Regions from separate parts of the Sus scrofa genome. Here region 2 is linked to region 1. A link is a contact called in public HiChIP or PLAC-seq data. All regions are on one chromosome and are shown on one strand. Each heading gives the region's core, a stretch centred on a gene start, on an enhancer-like site or on the middle of the called end of the contact. The rest is flanking DNA. Distances are from core to core; before and after follow the strand shown.

The links. HiChIP or PLAC-seq counts read pairs in DNA pulled down with a chosen protein or histone mark.
Region 2: a contact with region 1 is called in an H3K27ac HiChIP or PLAC-seq map of alveolar macrophages. The contact joins two enhancer-like sites. A contact is called at or near these places in 1 of 5 promoter capture datasets (liver), 7 of 47 Hi-C or Micro-C datasets (alveolar macrophages, blood, embryonic fibroblasts and 3 more) and 1 of 2 datasets of contacts at active chromatin or transcription factors (alveolar macrophages).

The regions. Positions count from the first base shown.
Region 1 is chr6:31,866,818-31,872,362 of Sscrofa11.1, forward strand. It overlaps CHD9 (chromodomain-helicase-DNA-binding protein 9), which reads right to left. Exons shown (of 40, transcript XM_021094174.1): 26 at 1,044-1,147; 27 at 421-538. Among named protein-coding and RNA genes, the nearest start is that of RBL2, 68 kb to the left of the region's middle. Within about 2 kb of position 3,259, at least 6 of the 83 cell types and tissues checked have an H3K27ac peak or open chromatin away from gene starts, as enhancers often do. A contact at or near this core is called in alveolar macrophages, where this site is marked.
Region 2 is chr6:32,026,000-32,030,970 of Sscrofa11.1, forward strand. The region is part of intron 1 of CHD9 (chromodomain-helicase-DNA-binding protein 9); the gene reads right to left. Among named protein-coding and RNA genes, the nearest start is that of CHD9, 43 kb to the right of the region's middle. Within about 2 kb of position 2,217, at least 1 of the 83 cell types and tissues checked has an H3K27ac peak or open chromatin away from gene starts, as enhancers often do. A contact at or near this core is called in alveolar macrophages, where this site is marked.

The DNA.
Region 1 (5,545 bases), core at 2,009-4,508:
TCCCTTTTATGCCCCTAAAATTTTATGGTCTTAACTGCCATGACCATTAAAAATGTAAAAATGGGGAGTTTCTTTGTGTCTCAGTGGGTTAAGAATTCAGTGTTGTCAATGCAGTAGCTCTGGTTACTACAGTAGTGTGGGTTCGATCTTTGGCTCAGGAACTTCCAGATGCCGTGGGTCTGGACAAAATATACATATATAATAATGTGAATAACATCAAAAAGAATGGGTGTGTGGAAAACCCAGTCTCTCCCTTTATCACACTCTGTTGGACAAATGAATTAGAGTGTCATTGGCTCTTTTGGATTGTAAACTCCAATTCTTTTGCTACTACATTATTGAAAGAAAAACATACTGACATAGGATATGTTGATGTTGATAGAGATATAGCAAGAATTCATGACTCTGAAATGCACGTACCCATCCATATAATCATTAGCTCTCTGTTCTGCAGCAACTGCTTTCTCATCAGGTTTCCCCACTCTTTCCAAGAAGCACAATGCTGGGTCTGCTCGGATAGTGTTATATTTTTCATAACCTGAAGGGATCACCAATTATGAAAGTCAAAAGGATAGAAAGAATTAAAATGTACAAATATAAGCAGTCCTCGTATTTGTGATGGATGATATTCCTAGACTAAAGGGACCATGTATTAAAGTGACATAGGTTACACACCTGTTTTCCAGAAATTATTACAAATATCACATGGTCAGACAATATGTGTATTTAAAAATCTAGATTAAATTTACCAGTTAAAATGAAAAAAAGGAAAAAGTGATCACACCAGCATATCTTATATAAAAACCCTTCCCAAGAGAGGACATTAATATGAGACTTGGGTCCAGGAGGGGCAGGTCACATATGCCACCCATTCATGAGGAAATTTAGTGACTGAAACAGTTTGAGAGTGTATGCCTCATATATAATGTATATAACAATACAGGTGTCATTGGAATAAAGCTATAAGTGGAAATCAATACATTGAAAAGGAGCTGAATTGTATTATATGTAGAAAGACTCTACCTACCTTACTTCTCACTTACCATGTTTAAAAACTCCAATAAGGAGTGACTTATCGGCATCAAAATCCCACCATTCAGCAGGAACTTCTGAGTGGTCTGGTTCTGGGACCCAAACATCAATGTCACTTAAAAAATAGAAAATTATGATATGATTTTATGAGTTACTATAAATAAATCCAAGAGAAGGCAAAATTTTACATAGCTTCTAAAAAGTCTTCTGGTATTCAAGAAAAATAGGATAACATTTTATTTCATTTAAAAAAAATTTTCCACAATTACCACCAATTATAATTACAAAATTGCACAGTAACAACGAAAACCATAAAATGAATTACTATTGTTATTATTATTTATTTTACAGCCACACCTCCAGCAAATGGAAGTTCCTGGACTAGGGGTCATATTGGACCTTTAGTTTCTGACCTACAACACAGCCACAGCAATGCCGGAGCCAAGCCACATCTGTGACCTACACCACGGTTGGTGGCAATGCTGGATCTTAACCCACTAGAGAGAGGCCAGAGATCGAACCTGCCTCCTACCAGAGACAAGGTCAGGTTCTTAGCCCGCTGAGCCACAACAGGAACTCATAAGAATTTTTTTTTTTTGTCTTTTTGCTATTTCTTTGGGCCGCTCCTGCAGCATATGGAGATTCCCAAGCTAGGGGTCGAATAGGAGCTGTAGCCACCGGCCTATGCCAGAGATTCTTAAGCACAACAGGAGAGCTAAGATGCAAAAGGTTTACTTTACTCTTAAGGAATGATACAGTCTTCACTGATTTCCTTCAGATATAGACAAAAGGTTCTATCAGAAATTTGTCTCATGTCAGCAAACAACTTGGCATGAATCATCTGGTTCAAATATTTCGTTTTGTGTACGAGGAGACCAAGGCCCTAAAAAAGTAAATGAACTACTCCAGGCTATAAAACAAGTCATGTCTCGTTTAGACCCCCATTGCTAGGAAAATCACACTGAAAATTAAGCATTGCTCACAGGTAAAGGAAAATGCAAGTTTCTGACTTGTAATTTGATGAAAATGCTCCACGTGCTATTTTTTGCTGTATATAATACCATGACACAAAATGATAATGTAATAAGGTATTAAAAATTAGAATGCTAAATCCATGATGCTTTGGTAATTTGGCTGCTTTCATTAGTATAAAAGAACATAGCACTTATAATTTTATACACACAATTTTCTTTTACTTTGCTTCTCACTTGAAATTCTTGTTTTCCCAGAAACATTCTGCAAGTAACACATATAACACCTCTAACAAGGAAAAGATGTCATGTACAGAAGGACTGAAATGTTCATTTCTTTACCAGTGATTCAAGCCATTGTCTCCTTTAGTTTAGCATAGAGCTAATAATGTTTGATAAGGATTAAAAAATAGGGATCATTAATTTTTATATAAATTCATATCATTCTTATATTGTATTCAACAGTCAAAGGAGAGGTAGAGATTCGATTGGGTAAATTACCTCAGGGAATCAAATATTCTACCTGAGAATTTCCCCATATCGTTCATGAATTATGGATTTTCAAAGACTCGGAGATTTAATTTTAAAAATTATATACATTACATCAAATGAAATTTCACTCCTTCACCTTGACACCATAAATTTCATAAATTAATTAACAAAGGCCTACAGATGTGAAGAAATGGGGAGTTTCCTACTTACAACTAATTTGTGTGGCAAAAGTTCATTTGTAAGTTGGTTGTCTTTGGGAATGCAAAATAAATTTTCATACAGATATAAACTGATAAATGGTCCTAGGCTAGTCCACAAACCCAGTACCTGCCCACTAATATAGTTACAATAAAAGACATCACAACAAAAATAGACTTAGATGTTTTATAAGTAAAATATAAAAAAATGGAAAAAAATTTATTTTTCATAATGTTCTGTCAGGAGACAAAAAGAAAATTTTCAGTACTTTAATTGTACACTTCACTATATTTTTAAAACAGAAGAGTCATAATCATATTTTTGCTTAGTGCAGCAAAAGAAAAGAGGAAGAGTGATTTTCCTGTGATATGGCAAAAGTTAAAAAATATATAAGGAAAAATATAGTTAAAAGATATTTATTTTTGACTGCATTCCTGGCTAGCACTAAACAAAGGAGAAACAGAGAAAGATAAAGGAAAGAGGAAAGAACACTAGAGATGGGCTCCCCAAGGAAGGGAAATAAAGAGGGTCAGATACTGTACTTCTGTTTTCCACCATCAGGTGGCACTCTAAGCACAAACCATAGCGACATCTGAGGTGGAAGGCTTTCTGGCTCCTAGAGAGTAAAAGGCTCAGTACATACCGCTTGGTTTAAATGTAAGCCCCATACTCAGTTAAGTGTCTGTTGACTGCTAAGGAAAAGGAAAGGAATACAATAAGGCGCAAATTTCTGTTGGTGATTTCTGTTTTTAGAGATTCAATTTATGTGTTATCTCTTACTTAAAGTCTTCTTTAAATTCCCCAGGCTGGATGACCCATTCAAAACAGATTTAAAATTATTCAGTAATTGCTAATAATGGCAATAGTAAGACAGACATACCCGTGCCCTTCTAAAGAGGCACTGGCAGTACTGTGTGATGAGTGCTGTGACAGGGTACTCTGAGTCTAACCCAGACTTGAGAGGACAGGGAGGCTGAGTTGATGTCAGCTAAGCAGTAAGAGAGGGAGAATGGTGGACATGGGGAAACACAATGTTCCAGCAAGAATGCAAAGGCCTAGAGACATTAAAGAAATGCACATCTTAAGTTTAGAAGAGAGATGTGGGCCAGAGACAGATGTGGAAATCATCAGTACAGAAATAAAAATCGACACTGCAGAAGTGAGAACACCCAAGAAGAGTTAAGTGACAAGAAATGAGGGCCTATGTGGAGACACTTAGGAGACAAGTACAAGAGAAGCCTGAAAATGAAAGGCAGCAAGCAGAAAGTGAAAAGGAAGATCTACAGGAGAATGGTGTTACAGCAGCATTCTAAGAAGAAGGAAGTAGTCAAGAAAGGTAAATAAGACAAACATGATATATCCATCAAATTTAGCAGGAAGGATGTGAGTGAAGAACTTCTTAAAGTAGGTGGTGGAGTGAGGGGGAAGGTGGGTAAAAGCTGGATGGCAGTGGAATGTATAGTGCATGTGAGAGGAGAAAAAGGAGATAGCAAAGACAGTTCTTTAAAAGTCTGGCTGTGGGGAGTTCCCGTCGTGGCGCAGTGGTTAATGAATCCGACTAGGAACCATGAGGTTGCGGGTTCGGTCCCTGCCCTTGCTCAGTGGGTTAACAATCCGGCATTGCCGTGAGCTGTGGTGTAGGTTGCAGACGAGGCTCGGATCCCGCGTTGTTGTGGCTCTGGCATAGGCCGGTGGCTACAGCTCCGATTCAACCCCTAGCCTGGGAACCTCCATATGCCGCGGGAGCGGCCCAAGAAATAGCAACAACAACAACAACAACAACAACAAAAAAAGACAAAAAAAAAAAAAAAAAAAAAAAAAAAAGTCTGGCTGTGAAATCAAGGACAATAATAACATGGTAGGTCCAAAAGTGGTGTGTGTGTGTGTGTGTGTGTGTGTGTGTGTGTGTGTGTGTGTGTGTTGAGGGAGATGTAAACATGTTAAAATCCAAATGAGAAGCCAGAGAGGAACAGGTTAATAAAAGAGGATAATCCCCAGATCACAGTTCCTGGGAAATCACAGGGGGATCAAATGCAGTCAGACCAAGGAAAAAGAACCAATTAGTCAACAAATACTACTCTGTGGTGTTACGACGTCTCAGATTCTAGGGGTTAGGAACACAGTATTCAATAAAACAGCACACGTCACCTTCGATCAGCTTAAATTGTAATGAGAGGAGAAAGACAATTTAAAAATAAATATAATTTTCAAAACTCACAAGGCATCATTAATGAGATAAAATACGGCTAAATAATAGTGAATGACTGGTGGGCTGCTTTAGCCAGGTGGCAGAGAAGGCCTATCTGAGGATGGAACGTAAGGCGAGATCCGTGAGATCTGAAGGGACAGTTCTGTGAAAGATCTGGGGGAAGAGCACAGAATGAGCCTGACCTGCTGGAGAAGCAGAAACGCCATGTAACTGGAGCATTGCGGGTGAGGGGCAAAGTGGAGGAAGAGGTCACAGGGCTATGCAGGACTGGACTTTATTCTAAGAGAAATGAATGAGGTGAGTCATTCAGCAGGGTTTGCTTGATTTTCTCTGGCAATGTTCGACTGCTTAAGCATAGGCAAGAAGTAAGGGGATATGTGAGTTTACAACAAATGGGGGTTGTGTCAGTATGTAAACACATGGAAAAGCAGGCAAAGAATTTTAGTGAGTTCAGGGCTAGTCTACAGAATGCAGGTTTATAATGAGGAAAGTGGGGCATGAAAGTGGTGATGGATGGTGAGTACATGGCAAGACCGGAGACACTGTGATAAAGGTAGAGAATCAGAGTGAAAGGCACCCAAGTTAAGTTGAGGAAGTAAGTGATGGTCAAAATCCAGATTGAAGAGATAATGCTGTTATTGGT
Region 2 (4,971 bases), core at 967-3,466, 160 kb after region 1:
AGTCAACTGGTTTCCCCTCCAGTTACAAAAGCCAAATGACTGTAGTGAAATGGAACGAACCCAGGAGCAGAGGTAGAAACATCTGTATTACGGTCCAGGCTCTCCCATTTGCCAACTGAATGAATGATCAGCAGTTTTTCTGGCCTGTGAAATGAGTATCAAACATTGCTGCTGTCTGCCTCACATTTTGGTTATTTCTTATTGATAATGTTCACAAACATTCTCTGAAAATGTTGCAGTATGCAAATGAGAAGTACTGGTCTTCTGTCTTAGAGATGAACTTTTTTTTTTTCCGTCTCTTTAGGGCTGCACCTGCAGCATATGGAGGTTCCCAGGCTCGGAGTTGAACTGGAGCTGTAGCTGCTGGCCTACGCCACAGCCACAGCAACACAGGATCCAACCCACATCTGCAACTTACACCACAGCTCATGGCAATACCACCAGATCCTTAACCCACTGAGCAGGGCCAGGGATTAAATTAGCGTCCTCATGGATACTAGTCAGGTTCATTACCACTGAGCCACACTGGGAACTCCTTAAAGGTGAACTTTTAAGAAAAAAAATTCCGGTGACTACAGTTGTTAGAAATATTTACCTAGGACATACTATGTGCTCAGCAGCAACAATAACAACAAACTGTCCACTAGGGAAACTGAATCCATCAGATCAGAACAGCAGGTAGGTCACCCCAACAGGGAAAGTCGTTTCCTTTGCTACAGGAAAAACCCACCTGAGCCACATACAGAAATAACATGAAAAGTCCACTTATTCATCCCCAAAAGTCTGTTCCCACCCCCCAGATCTGAAGTTCTTTCATCTCCTGCTGAAGACATCCAGGTCATGAAGGGGACTATTTAAACGAGACCCTCTTACTTTATTATTATTTATTATTACTATTTTATTGCCCCTTACAAAATCAGGACAATAACCTTGCATAGCTAGGAGTTAACAAAACCTCCGTTCAGGAGTTTCAGGGGATAAGAGGATCTGCAAAGTTGAAAGCTGAAAGCAGTTTTGCAGTGATCCTAGGACAGCTTAGCACAAAAGAACTCCCGACTCCTAATTCTCAAGGTTAGAAGCCACATTAGAGGCTGTCTGGTTGCGAAGATGCTGGGACAGGTGTGGGTGAGGATCCTCTGTGATCCACGGAAGTCTTTAACCTCACCCAGATCGAGTTTCTTTCTTTATTAGTCAAAAAGAGATTAAAACAGAGGTTTACCCTTTGCAGTGTAAATAATCTAAAGCTTAGAGGGGATATACATAAAATCAGCACATACTAGGTTATCAATGAATTACAGCTAATTTTTTTTTGGAGGGGGAGGGTGGGCAGTGCCTGTGGTGTATGGAAGTTCCCAAGCCAGGGATCGAACCTGCACCACAGCAGTGACCTGAGCCACAGCGGTGACAATGCCAGATCCTTTACCTGCTAAGCCACTGGTGAACTCCAATTATAACTAATTTAAAAAAGCCAGTTGAGTGATTTTCAGATTTGTTCCAGTGGCAGAGCCCCAGGAAGCTGCAGATTACTGTGAAACGTTGATAGAATGTATGAAATCATATGACCCAGGACAAGCTTATTTAGTAGCAAATCGATTGTCTATGAGCAATATGGTATCACAACAAGAACCTATCTGTTCACCAAAACAAAGATTTTCTTAAATCCCGCCAAATAAGCTATGGAACTGGCGATGTGTCAGATTGTCCCCAACTATTTGTTGACTTGATTTCTTTATGCCGGAGATGGTTGCTGCCACCAAGTATAACCAGATAAGCACTGGTAGGCGAATGGAGAAAAGCTCTATCATTCCGATGAGCTGCAGGTCCTGTAGAGTTGGCAAACCTCACCTAATAACATCTTAGCGATACCGATAAGCTAATTGAAGGATTTTGAAACTCTTTTGAAGGTGGGGGAACTCTTTCTTTATAAAAAGTTTTTTTGTTTTTTTTTTTTTCCAGAAGCTCAAGATCTAAAACACAGAAAAGCAGAAGTTTCCGAGGGAAAAACAGAACAAAGGCTGAGTAGCCTTTTGTGAACTTTGGGATCCCCTGCCCTTCCCCACCCCTCAGAGCCATCTCTGAAGACTTTCTGGGCTTGGAAGGGGACATTCTGAAAATCAAAGAAGTCCAGCTCCTTATCCTACAGAAACGGATGTTAAACCACAAGGGGCTGAAGGGATCCACCCAAGGTGACGCGGTGAGTTTGTGAAAGAAGCAACACTAGGATCCAGGCCCAGGACATCTCTGTTCAGCATTTTCTCCCGCCCACGCCACCAGGATGACCAGAGGTTACCAGTTTTTCCAGGATAACTGGTTAACTACATGAGGCAGAATCTTGGCAAAGGGGTCAGCTCTCTAAAAGTGTGACCTTCTCAAACTGGCAGGTCGATCAGCTGTCCCTCCCCTGCCTACCTTTGCTATCGTGTTCCACAATGGACAAAAATTCTGTTTATATCAGAGCTCATAAACCAGCCTGCACAGTAGATTAACTATCTTGAATTGAGGGCCAGTGTTTAAAAATCAGAAGGTTTGGCCTAAAAATTTGGATTTCCACCTTCTGTTGAAAGATCAGAAATTCGGAGTTCCCGCTGTGGTGCAGCAGGTTAAGGATCCATTGTCTTGGCAGCTGTGGCATAGGTCAAAGCTGTGGCTCCGATTGAATCCCTGACCCAGGAACTTACATATGCTGTGGATGCAGCCAAAAAATGAAAAAAATTTAAAAAAAGAAAATAGGGAAATACTAGCAACATTGAACTCTTGTTCCGAACTGGTAACACTCCCTGGAGGTAAGAGGCAGGGACTCTCCAGTGCTTCTCAGTCCCCACCAGTCCCTACCTGCTAGTGTCAGTTCCCTGTAGACATCTGAGTATGATGCATGGTCTCAAGCTCCTGTCTACAGAAACATTTTGTGTGTGTGTGAATAATTGTACTTTTTAAAATTTTTTTAAATTGTTATTTCCCCAATACAATTTTTTTTTCTACTGTACAGCACGGTGACCCAGTTACACATACCTGTACACATTCTATTTTTGCACATTATCATGCTCCATTGTAAGTGACTAGACATAGTTCCCGGTGCTACAGAAGCAGAATCTCATTGTGAATCCATTCCAAAGGCAATAGTTTGCATCTATCAACCCCAAGCTCCCAAACCACCCCACTCTCTCCCTGTCCCCCTTGGCAACCACAAGTCTATTCTCCAAGTTCATGATTTTCTTTTCTGTGGAAAGGTTCATTTGTGCCTTATATTAGATTCCAGATATAAGTGATATCATATGGTATTTGTCTTTCTCTTCTTTTTTTTTTTTTTTGTTGTCTTTTTTTTGGCATTTCTTGGGCCGCTCCCTCAGCATATGGAGGTTCCCAGGCTAGGGATCCAATTGGAGCTGTAGCCGCCGGCCTACACCAGAGCCACAGCAATGCGAGATCCGAGCCGCGTCTGCAACCTACACCACAGCTCATGGCAACGCTGGATCCTTAATCCACTGAGCAAGGGCAGGGACCGAACCTGCAACCTCATGGTTCCTAGTGGGATTCGTTAACCACTGCGCCACAACGGGAACTCCGGTATTTGCCTTTCTCTTTCCGACTTGCTTCACTCAGTATGAGAGTCTCTAGTCCATCCATGTTGCTGCAAATGGCATTATTTCAGTCTTTTTATGGCTGAGTAGTCAGAAATATTTTTTGACAATTAAAATAATAGGACTAAAGGTACACCTAAGATACAGACGCAGGGGATAATCTCATTTCAAAAGATGAGGCGAATGTCATCATAAATGATGCTGCTTTCCTGCACTGATTAAGGAGGAGACTTTCAGAGTTTCCTGGCTCGTTTATTTATTTATTTATTTATTTTTATTTATTTATTTTTTTTTTTTGAGAGCTGTTAAATTAACAATAGACTAATAGGGCTGCAAGTCTCAGACTTGCTTTCCTGTGCATCCCCTTTTATATGACTACCTGCAGCACAACTCCAAACACTCCGAGCCTTTTGGGAGAGACCTTATTAAACCACATATCAGCCTGCTTCCTGCATTCCTAGGGAGCCTGCTTTAATGCTATGGTTGAGAGGAATTGGCTGAGAGCCCCAGGATCATTCCCAGGACTGGGCAACACAGGCGTGGGCAGAGCTGGCAAAATGAGAGCACTTCCCAAGGAACATTCAATGCTGCTCCCAGCAGTGACAATCCTGGCCTTCATGTCAAGTTCACGCTCCCTGCGCTTCCCGAAACTGTTACCGTCATGCATACCTCCCCTTGTTCGATCACCTCACTCTCCACCCTTGCTAAAACCTACAAAATATCAGAAGAACAAATTCATCCAAAGGTTTTAATACTTTTCAGCTGTCTAGTTTTCATTTTAGCATTTGAACCTACGTGTGTATTACTAATAACAGCATTTTAGGGATCATGATTCGAACATGTGGAGATAAAAAGGGCTTACCCTGAAATTATGCCACAAAGGGGGGGCTTTATTTACTTTGTACCTAAAGGGCCACCATGCCACCATTGTATCACCTCCCCTCCTCCATGACTTTCTTCAAATGCTACTCTCTCAGTGAGGTCTTTTTTCCTTTTTTTTTTTTTTTTTTGGATCTGATGCCTGGCCACATGGAGTTCCCAGGCTAGGGATCAGATTTGAGCTGAAGCTATAACCTAAGCTGCAGCTGCAGCAATGCTGGATCTTTAACCCACTGTGCCAGGGCACAGATTAAACCTGCACCCGGCCCTGCAGAGACACCACTGGTCCTGCTGCAACACAGCAGGAACTCCAAAAGCATGACTATGTACTTTAAAGCTGGAAGGAGGCTCAGAAGTTTTGATGTCATCTTTTCCATGTACCTTGTGGAGCAAATGTACACATTTCCTTTCCTAAATATTTTCAAGTATGAGATAGTCTTCTTTTCAAAAAAAAAAAAAAAAAATCTAGACTAGACGGAGGCTAGCCCATCTGGGAAGCAGGATGCTGAATGAG